Regions from separate parts of the Mus musculus genome. Here all the other regions are linked to region 2. A link is a contact called in public HiChIP or PLAC-seq data. All regions are on one chromosome and are shown on one strand. The core of a region is the stretch at or near the end of the contact, and the rest is flanking DNA. Distances in the headings are between cores, read along the strand shown. Region 1 has its middle 9.6 kb from the start of Gm14279. Region 2 holds the start of Manbal (mannosidase, beta A, lysosomal-like). Region 3 has its middle 17 kb from the start of Gm14279.

The links. HiChIP or PLAC-seq counts read pairs in DNA pulled down with a chosen protein or histone mark.
Region 1: a contact with region 2 is called in an H3K4me3 HiChIP or PLAC-seq map of bone marrow-derived macrophages, with 4 times the contacts expected there. The contact joins the enhancer-like site here to the promoter of Manbal in region 2. A contact is called at or near these places in 8 of 39 promoter capture datasets (the 3T3-L1 cell line, the C10 cell line, embryonic stem cells and 4 more), 1 of 484 Hi-C or Micro-C datasets (the HPC-7 cell line), 4 of 115 datasets of contacts at active chromatin or transcription factors (bone marrow-derived macrophages and embryonic stem cells) and 3 of 9 other capture datasets (adipose tissue, embryonic stem cells and pancreatic islet).
Region 3: an H3K4me3 HiChIP or PLAC-seq map of embryonic forebrain shows a contact between it and region 2, with 3 times the contacts expected there. The contact joins the enhancer-like site here to the promoter of Manbal in region 2. A contact is called at or near these places in 10 of 39 promoter capture datasets (the C10 cell line, the SN4741 cell line, cranial neural crest and 7 more), 1 of 484 Hi-C or Micro-C datasets (forebrain), 15 of 115 datasets of contacts at active chromatin or transcription factors (bone marrow-derived macrophages, craniofacial prominence, embryonic basal ganglia and 9 more) and 3 of 9 other capture datasets (adipose tissue, liver and pancreatic islet).

Annotation. Positions count from the first base shown.
Region 1 is chr2:157,511,966-157,515,204 of GRCm38.p6, reverse strand. No RefSeq gene overlaps it. Among named protein-coding and RNA genes, the nearest start is that of Gm14279, 9.6 kb to the left of the region's middle. Within about 2 kb of position 1,379, at least 36 of the 459 cell types and tissues checked have an H3K27ac peak or open chromatin away from gene starts, as enhancers often do. A contact at or near this core is called in adipose tissue, bone marrow-derived macrophages and pancreatic islet, where this site is marked.
Region 2 is chr2:157,366,139-157,369,555 of GRCm38.p6, reverse strand. Manbal (mannosidase, beta A, lysosomal-like) reads right to left here and starts at 1,962. Exons shown (of 3, transcript NM_026968.3): 1 at 1,916-1,962.
Region 3 is chr2:157,538,729-157,542,136 of GRCm38.p6, reverse strand. No RefSeq gene overlaps it. Among named protein-coding and RNA genes, the nearest start is that of Gm14279, 17 kb to the right of the region's middle. Within about 2 kb of position 1,561, at least 46 of the 459 cell types and tissues checked have an H3K27ac peak or open chromatin away from gene starts, as enhancers often do. A contact at or near this core is called in adipose tissue, embryonic forebrain, forebrain and 1 more, where this site is marked.

The DNA.
Region 1 (3,239 bases), core at 130-2,629, 150 kb before region 2:
CTAACTTAAAATTGCCCCAGGCTTGTATACAGCCCAATCTTATGGAGGTATTTTCTCAGTTGAAGCTCCCTCCTCTCAGATGAATCTAGCGTCTGTTAAGTGACATAAAACTAGCCAGCAAAGGGACTTAGACCCCAGCAGACAAGCCTTGACTTTTTGGGTCTGGGAAGAGCCTGGTGCACCCTCCAGGGTTGTGACTCAAGGACACAGCAAATAACAGCATCAAAAGGGGACTCAGAGAGTGCTCACTGGAGCTGAGCAGTCACTAGGTAGTTGCCACTGACCCAGGTCAGGGCTCAGCAGCAGTCTCTGTGACAGGAATCTGAGTGCCATCGATTTCTTCAAGCCGTAAGGGTTTACAGTATGAGTAAGGACAACCCAGGGAGGGCAAAGATGGGAAGAGATAGCCAGAGACGGGTAAGAAATCAGGAAGATTTCAGAAAACTGCAGGGTCACAAAAGGCAGACACACAAGAACACTTGCTGATGGACACTTGCCAGGGAAGTTTCAAATGCCCCTGGACTTGTCAAGTGTGCAAAGCCAGGCCTTAGCCAAACCTGGGCTGGGGGTGGGGATGGGGTACTGAAGCCGGCTGGAGACCCCACACTGACAGTGGCAAGACCCAGGCTGAGTGGAGGGATTAGAGGGAAACAATACCCCAGTGTTGGGCTTTGCTGCCCCAGTGAAGTAATTATGCCTCACTGGTAACTTTATCTCTGTATCCTGAAAGAACCTTGTGGGGGGTCCCAGGAAGGCCAGCTAAATCCTGTCTGCGGTCCCCAACAGTTGTCCCTCTTCACTGTGGCCCGGTAAAAGTTCTTAAGAAGAAGGCGGTAGGAGAGAGCTGAGAGCCTGGTGGCAATTTAGGAAGTCTCTGGGACAGCAGAGTAAGGCAGGGATAGCTCACTAGAGAAGCTAGCCCAGGACAGACAGAGGCTATGGGAGGAAGCAGCTAAGTATTGCTATATGGGGGAAGGGGTAAAGAAACTGGAGAAAGGAAAAAGGGACCGGGGCATGAGGTCCAGGAGGAGATGGACAAGAGACAGCTGGCCTCGGACCCAGGAAAGTGCTGGCCCCTGGCTGCAGAGGCCTGAGAGGGAGCCCACAGAGGCTCGAGAACAGCTGTGGTGGTGGGAAGGAGCAAGCTCGGAGACCGGTGAAGGGTGATTGAATGGCACTTAAGACCCAGCTGAGGCAGGAGGAAATTAATCTGTGCTGGCGCCAATCAATCAGCCTGCCGGGTGATTGGCATCCTCCAGCCAAAACCAGATGTTCCTCTGCTTCAGCTCTGCCACCATCTTGCTTTGTCTGCCTGGCAACCCGGCTCCCCCATGATTGGCAGATTCAGAAACAGAGGCCCTGGGAGAGGAAGTCATGAGCCTGAGTTGCAACACACAAGGGGCAGTCCTGTGACCCTGGGACCTTGTGCAGTCGCACACCATGAAGCTATGATGCTCTACCCTAGATCTCCAGCCCAAACTACAGAGCCTATTGCCTGGAAGCCTAGAACTGGTTTTGATTCTAACCTGCTCCCCAAGATCTCTCAGTGAAGTATCAGGGGGAACCTGAGGTTGAGAGGTGACGTGTGAGTGAGTGATCTAGGTCACTTGGAGCCTTGAACAGCAAGTGTGGTGGCTCTAAGCTGTATCTACAGGTTCTTTGGCATTCCTCCTTCAGAAGCAGAGGCCAGAAGCCAGGACTCGGGGACTTGCTTCTAACAAGAGGACAAAACAAGATTGATGGTGTGGAATTTGGGGATCATTACTTTTGTGGGGAGGGAGCCAGCAGCAATGCCCTGGGGACACTCAGGAAACCCTGTGAAGAAAATTGCAGGGCAAGGAACAGCGGTAGATAAATGATATTTTGGTATTTGGAAGTGGACAGCTACAGTAATGAAAACCCAAAGTTTGAGCATGGCCTTGGGACCACATAGCCAAGGGACGAAAAACTGAGAAGGAAGATAAAGGACCAAGAGTCCTAAGGAAAAATGTCAAAGAGCCCTCAGCAAGGGTGTAAGAGGACACGCTCACTAGAAATGGCGAAGACAGGATCCTTGCAGCAGTAACAGAGTTTGCAACACCCACTCACAGTAACATGAACAGCCAGAAAGGCGCCTAATGAGCCGGGTGATGTAGTTACAAGGTTTCCAGGCAGAATGTTGAAGATGCCATCTGGTTTATTTCTGGTGTTTGTAGTGAAATGGGACATGAAAGAGATAAACTAACCAATAGCTGTCAAACATGGAGAAGCCAGGTCTGCATGGTCCCGAAACACTGGGTTTCTCCGGGAGACGCGCAACGCAAAGATTAAGACAGAATTTGCCTGGGAAGTAGTTCAGTGGTTGCCCAGCACCAAAAAGCTTTTAAAAGAAAAGGTGTTTGAGTGAAATGAAATTCAGAGAGGCTTTGTACATTCTGTGTAGCTGTAACAAAATCCCTGAGGCTGGGCTCTTTACTGTTATTGTTGTTGTTTGCTCTTCTGAGATAAAGTCACTATGTAGTCCTGCCTGGTCTGAAACGCAACAGATCCTTGTGCCTCTTCTTCCTCCTCCTCCTCTTCCTCTTCTTCCTCTTCCCCCTCCTCCTCTTCCTCCTCCTCCTCTTCCCCCTCCTCCTCTTCCTCCTCCTCCTCTTCCCCCTCCTCCTCTTCCTCCTCTTCCTCTTCTCCCTCCTCCTACTCCTCTCCCTCCTCCTACTCCTGACAGTTGGCAATTAAGGTAAATGCCAGGTTGCCCAGCTGTTTACTTTTTTTTTAAGGGGATTTACTGAGCTGGAAGTTCTGCAGCACTAAGAACACGGGCTGAGGCATTTTAGTCTGAACAGCTCTCAGCATTCACTTAGAGAGACTCAGGTTTAATGCCCAACAGCCTAGCTCCTAATGACTACCCAAGGCACTTATCCCTGCCCCACTGCAAGAATAAACTGACTCATGAATGAATGAAGGCTGTGGGGACCTACCCTAAAACAGTTTATTCATGAAGCTCCAAATGAGCAAAGCAATTAACAAGGAGTTTAATTTCTTGCCAGTATTTAACTAGTGGCCAGGAAACTCCAGGTGTCATCAGTGTCTTAGATCTAAAAAAAAAAAGCAAAAAGCAAAAAAAAAAAAAGTTAAAAAATAGAAAAAGATTCAAAAGGGGGCAAAACAATGGAGAAGAAAGTTAAAGGGTTGCTTTATACTTAAAGTATCTCTCCAGGCAGAGGTAAAGTTAAACCAGGGCTGTAGTTTGCTTCTACTCC
Region 2 (3,417 bases), core at 713-3,212:
CGTTGGCACTGTCAGAGCCAAGTCTTTTACCCTAAAAACTTCAGTTAATAAAACCTTTCAAGAAGACGCTGCAGTTGCTTGGGACAGAATACAGTTTCTATCCCAACACTAGGGAGACAGACAGATCTCTTTGAGTTCTAAACCAGTCTGGTCTGTATGCTGAATTCCAGGCCAGCCAAAACTGAAACCCTGTCTAAAAATAAAGAAATATTTTAATGGCATATTAATCTGAAGTTATTAATTCTATCAATAATGATTGCAGGGAATATGGTCCTTAAGGGATCACATGGGTGGCTTTAATGCTCTGTTCCATCCCAGTATCATAGTTAATAATGGTGTCCTTTGGGGCACATAGAATTTGAAACACACTGGCAACATTTGATGACGTCCACACTGCTGGCGCTGCATCATCACATGCCTTCCAATTCCCCACTTGCTGGCACTTCAAAACTGCCTTCATGTGTTCTTCTGCTGGGACTATAGCAGAGACCTCCACACTGGCAGTGACGTCCGCTATGGAGATTTTGGTTTCAGAACGAATCCATCCCTAACCTGTGTGACCATCCCTTATTCCCAGGAAGTGGCTTTGTGCTCTTGTTTCAGGGGAGGCCTGGCTGAAGCCTTCACATAGCGTAAGGCAGTCTTTGTCCGTTTCTACTCACAAATTCGATGCCATCTCTATCCTAACTAAGTAAACATTTACTACACACTATGGCTGTAACCTTGGCAATGTGAGGTTCAAAAACAAAACTACCACTTATTGATGTTTCAGCAAAGTTCCCATGGAGCCCTCAAATTTGCTATGCAGCCCAGAACAGTATAGGCATGCTCTGCCCCACCCCCAGACTTAGGATGCAAGGGATAAAAACCAAGGCTTTTACACGCTGGGTAAGCCCTCTTCCAACTCAGCCATATCACCAGCTCTGATTTTTAATTTTGATTTTTTTTTTTTCGAGACAGGGTTTCTCTGTGTAGCTTTGGTTGACTTGGAACTTATTCTGTAGACCAGGCTAGCCTCCAACCCACAGAGCTCCTCCAGGATGGCCAGGGCTGCACAGAGAAACCCTGTCTTGGAAAAACAACAAAAATTTTGTTCTCACCAAATAGCTTAGCAACTTTAGCCTAAGAATCTTCCTTTAAAAAAAAAAAAAAGGCTGTTTAAAATAGCACCTTTTTCAGCAAACCCCAAAGGCTATCATTACTACTCTTGTGCTGATATGAGGGTTACACAGGCAGCTGTCCTACGTGACTAATGAGGGGGTAGCGTATACAGAGGGATACGCCAAGCAAGACGATGACCTACGTGTAAAGCAGGAAGAGGTAAAACTTCATCGTGCTACTATCTTAGGGCCGGGAAGAACAGTTCTGGGGTCTGAACATGGGACTCAAGCACGCTGGGTGAGTCTCCACTACTGAGCTACTCAAAACACACAAATTCAAAGCCATGCGCGGTTTGTTTCTGGAGTCTTCCACTTTCTATTTCCAGGTGTCAGGTCACTGGAACCGCAGACACCGGGGAGGCTATCGCATTCCCCATCCCTTTCTCTGGCAGTTTTCTCTCAAGCACACACTGCAACTAAGCACTGATACGCTCCCGGCCTTCGCATCCTCCGCACAGGCCCAAGGGAGCCTTCTGCGGGGAAGGAAAGTGACCGGGAGAGGAAGATCGAGATGCCCGAGGTAACACAGCCATCCAGGGCACACCCGACAAGCCAAGCCCCGGCTGGTCCCGGCGCAGGGCAGGCTGGGCCCTGGCCCTGCACAACCCTCGCGAGGGCCCCAGTCTCCTCGGAACGCAGACTGCCTTTACAGATAACTGCCCTCCGCAACCCCGGAAGCCGCTGTAACCCGCAACGCCGCCCCGATCCCGCCCGCCGGGAAGCCTCGGCCGGGTTATCCGAGCCTCAATACTTACCTCCCGGAACGCCGCGCCGCCGCACCGGAAGTGATCCCTCGTGACCCGGAAGCGATGTGCTGGGAGCAGCAGCAGATTCCGCTCAGCGGGTTTTACCAGGTCCACCGCTTCCTCGCCGTCTTCCTCCTGCTCTCCCCTAATTAGACACCGAAGGTTGAAGCTTTAATGAATTTTTTATTTGATTTGAGACAGGGTCTCAACAGTGTAGCTCTGACTGGCCTCGAACTGGGGGCAATTCTCCTGATTACAGCCGGTCTCCCCCCAGTTTAGAACTCAGTTCTAAGTCTGAGCCAGAAATCTACAATATAAGGGGTAGGACAAACATTACCATGCTATAATTCAGACAAAAACAAATCACCATAATAAATTAAAAAGAGACCAGTGAACATCTCTGCTTCCATGGAGTTTATAGTCAGTAAGTCACATAATAGATAGGGAATCCTTAATGCGATAAATGTTTGGAAGGCAAAAATCAGCATTGAAATAAGTGCGGCAGACCAGTTAGGAATGGAGTTTAATGGGCAGTGATGTGATTGGTGCCTGATAGTCAAGCCTTCACAGTCTCCCACGCTGACCAATGTGACCCATAGAATTTTGGGGAAATACTGAGCTTGAGTTCCGAGATTAAGACAGAAAAACATTGTGACTTCCTCTTTCCTCGCTCTTGATCATTCCTGGGAAGTCCCGCAGAGTGAGATTCACGTGGGCAGTTATCAAGCCTCCAGCCAACGAACTCAGCTTGGCAGCCAGATAAACTATCTCTAGGTCAGCTGATGTGGCCCTGACCCCTAAATCCTTTAATTATGTGTGCCACGGGTGGGTATTGGTGTGGGTACGGGTGTGGCATATGCACTCACATGCATGTACCTATGGCTGCTGAGGCCAGAGTATATCACGTGTCTTGCTCTATTATAGTCCACCTTATTCCCTTGAGATAGGGAAAGCCGCAGGGATCCCGTATCCATCCTCTCCTCTCCTCTGCCTTGGACTGGCGTTAAAGATGTATGAGTGACCATGCCTGGCTTTTTACTTTGGGTCTTTGAGACCTTCATGTTTAGTCAATAAGCACTCTCACTCACTGAGCCATGCCCAGCCTCAAAATCAATTGTGTAGATGGATTTTGGGTTGTTTGGTTTTTTGTTTTTGTTTTTTCCTTTTTCTTTTCTACTTCTGAGGCAGAATCCTCAAGCGTGCTGCTCCAAACTCCTGCTGCTGTGAGGTCCTCCCAATGGTAGACATAGACGGTCATCGACAACCCAAGCCAAAACAAACTTGCAAAGTTTCTTCTATCGGAGCCTAACAGCAACAAACGAGTAACTAGGGACTGGAGAGAGGCTCAGTGGTTAAGTGTGTCTGCTGCTCTTCCAAAAGAACCTGGGCTTGGTTCCTAGCACCCACATAATGGCACAAAATCCTTTATAACACCAATGTCAGGAAACCAGAAGCTTTCTTCTGGTCTCTGTGTACCAAGCACACATGTGATACAAATACATACATGCAGA
Region 3 (3,408 bases), core at 312-2,811, 170 kb before region 2:
TATTTGCCAATTGGATGGGTGAAAAAGTTAAATCCCTTTTTAAATTTGTCTTTTCCTGTTTGCCAGTGAGCTTTTCATGTGTACACTGGGCGTCTGTATTATTCCCGCTCCGAACTGTCAATTTTTCTCGAGCTCTTCAGCTCATTGACCTGTAGAATGTCCTGATGTAATCCAGATAGTAAGCTTTTGTGCTTTTGGACAAATGTTTCTCTGAGCGTGTCTGTTGCTCTCAGCTCACTGTAGAACCTTGCCTTAGACAGAAGTTGCCAGTTTCAATCAAATGCGTCTCCTCTGTCTCCACTGTTCCTTGTTGAATATATATCATGTTTGATTGAGATAGAGCCCTTATTCTCCTCTAATGGTTTCACAGGTTTGTTCTTGGCTCTTTCTTGCATCTGGAATATATTTCTATGATAGAATTGAGACAGTGTCTAGCCTTTCTCAAAACGGACAGCCAATTATCGGAGCACAATAGAACGGGTCAGCACATTCATCCTGTCTCCGCTCTCCCTAGAGTGAAGCCGCACAGCTAGGGGACTTGGAGGCCCCTGGTTATCTGGGGTTTTGGTTTGGTTTTGTTTAGGTTTTTTTTTTTTAACTAATCTGTTTATTCCTGTCAGTAGCAGACTTTAATTTGTCATTACTCTTTACCACCTTGTGATATCTGTGAAGTAAAATGCCACATTTCACTATGCTTCCTCCCAGCTGCCTCAGCCTGCTCCTCTCTCCACACAGACTCTGAAAGCTGCTTGTCAGATACTGTGAATTCCGAGATTAATTTGGGGGAAACTGACATCAGTATAATACTGTGCCGTTCACTGCAGGGACGAGGCAGAACTCTGTTTGTCCAGCCGCTCACTACATGTCACACACACACACACACACACACACACACACACACACACACACACACACTGCTTTTTCCTCAGAAACTTGTGGCTTTCCTCCTGGGTTGATTTCTTTGGTTTCCATTATTGTCATGAATGAGTTTTCTCTACTCCCCGCCCGTTTTGTTTGGCTTTTGTTTGCTACATTTCTTTTTAATCTACTTTCTAATCGCTGCACTTCATTCACAGACACACACAAAGTAAATGTTCTCCCTCCCTGGGCACAAACTCGCAAGCACAGCCAGCACAGGGCCAGCGTAATTGGCTGAAAATGAATGGGAATTTTTTCAAATTAAAGTTTAATGACACAAGCGAAACATGAATCCATGCTCCTTTTTAAGAACCAGAACACCACTGCTGGAGCTGCTGGTCCCTTCTGGCCACCTGCTTCCATCCCGTTCCCTTCCCCGTCCCCTGTGGCAACCGCGGGGATGGGCTTGGTGTGTACTTTCCTAGACCTTTCTAAAAACTTGTAAATATGTATCCAGGCGCCCACAGGAAATACAGAATTCTGCTGTCGATAGTGTTTGCATTGAGTGAACCCCAGGGCTGTAGAAGGTCAGTGTTCCTGAGCATCCTAATGTGGCCATGGGGGAAGGGTGGGAGCAGAGAAAATGGAGCAGCTGCGGACCAACGGTGGACCGAGGAAGAAAGAGACAAATAGATTCCTTCCAAGTCAGCGGTAACCAGAATGGAACTTGAAACAGTGTGTGGGCATGGCATTCTTAGGGGGTAGCTAGCTCTCAAAGGCCCTAAAGCTTAGTCCATCACGTGGGGCGTAGTCAGTCTTACAGATAAGAAAAGGGCGTAGCCGGTACAGTTTTGAGACTTGTGAGTTCATTTCCATGTCGTGGGACTTACAAGGGTAGCTTCAGGGCCCCACTTTGCTCCCTCGAAGAGATGTGCTGGTAGCTCTCTTGGCCTCCTTTCCCTTTCTGTCTAGTGCCGCTGCTGGGTGAAAACATGAAGCTTGGAACCCTGACAGCCAGCTTGTGATCCGGAGGGGAGGAGACGGCTGACTCGGAGCCAGCGTAACTGCAATCGCTGACTTCTGGATTGTTCACACTCGAATAAATGTTCTTGCTCTTAGCTGCTCTTAGATGGGATGTTCTTTCTAAAGCACCTTTCCTAACACAGGAAGTTTTAGACCTGGGGGACAGCTTTAAGGAGTGGAGTCCCTCACGGGGTGAGAGGCTAGAGGCTTTTCCTTCCTGCCTTCCACTCCGTGTCCATGTCGGCCAGCTCTCTCCCTTAGGCCTCCTGCTTCTCCCTACATAGCACCGGTGGATTTGGAGAGTGCCAGTGTTTCACATCCCTCAAGATCATAACAAAGACACCATACTCTGGAGACTAAAGCAGGGGAAATGTGAGTTGGAGACCAAAGTGGGTTCCATAGTGAGACCTTATTTTCAAAAAAGGCATGGCTGTCAGAGCCTGTGCAGGAGGCACTCAAGGACCTCTGGTCACATCCTTCAGCAGCCTCCAGGAACCAGACAGCAGGGCCCACCTCAGCATGTTACAAGATCCAAAGAAAAAGTGCCCCCAAAAATGCTTAGCCCAGGGCCAGTACCAGAACCAGGCAGGTATATCCCCGTCAAGGTGTGAGTCCCAGAATTCTGGCCCAGTGCTCCTATGAAGCAGCTCGAACCTGGCCAGGCAGCGATGGTCAGCAAAGGCAGGTTCCATAATAGAAGGTGAATTCCAGTGAGGATGGAAAAGAGCTGGAGGCCCAGAGCCAGCTGTGCAGAGGGAGAATGTTAGGTGGAAGATAACCCAGGAGCAGCCATGGAGAGGAGCCTCCCCAGACAGCTACTGAGTTTAGGCTCACCACACATCTTCACCCCATCCTGCTCAAACAGCCAGACTTCCCCTAACTATCCTCCATCCACTTCCAGTCTCTTTCTCACCACCATGCCTGCCCTTCTCCCCACAGCTCATCTGTGGGATCGTTTGCTCTGGCCCTAGAGATGTGCACCTGGCTGGGTTATTTCCTCCAGCCACTGTTGTCCCCCTGACGGCAGGCAGCCCACAGCACTGCCCTGTGCTTTCCTTATTGCCTGCTTGCTGGGCAAACAGCAGGCCCTGACCAGTCACCTTGCAGCAGGACCCTTGGTCTTCTAGACCATGCTAGGAGCCATTGGTCATCCAGTGACCATTCTGGCCTGAGAAGATCTAGGTAAGGTCCTCCTGTCTCCATAGGGTTCCTCTCCCATTGGTCAGTCAAACATTTCCATTTGGGCAGAAAGAGGTTGTTCATGTTCATCCCTTTTAAAATTAATTTACCTTTTAGTGTGTGTTAGCACATGCACCCGAGCTAAGGGTTAACCTGAAGCAGTGTTTTTTAGAAGCCACCTACCTTGGGTATTTTCATACAGAGTCTCTCACAGCCTAGGCCGAGAGCCACCAGGATCTATCCATCTTCACCCTGCTGACGCTGGGATCACAGACCAGTACTCCCTTACCCAGCCTTGGAGGGTGCTGGAGGTCCAGCTCAGGTCCTCAAGTCTACAGTAAGCACTTT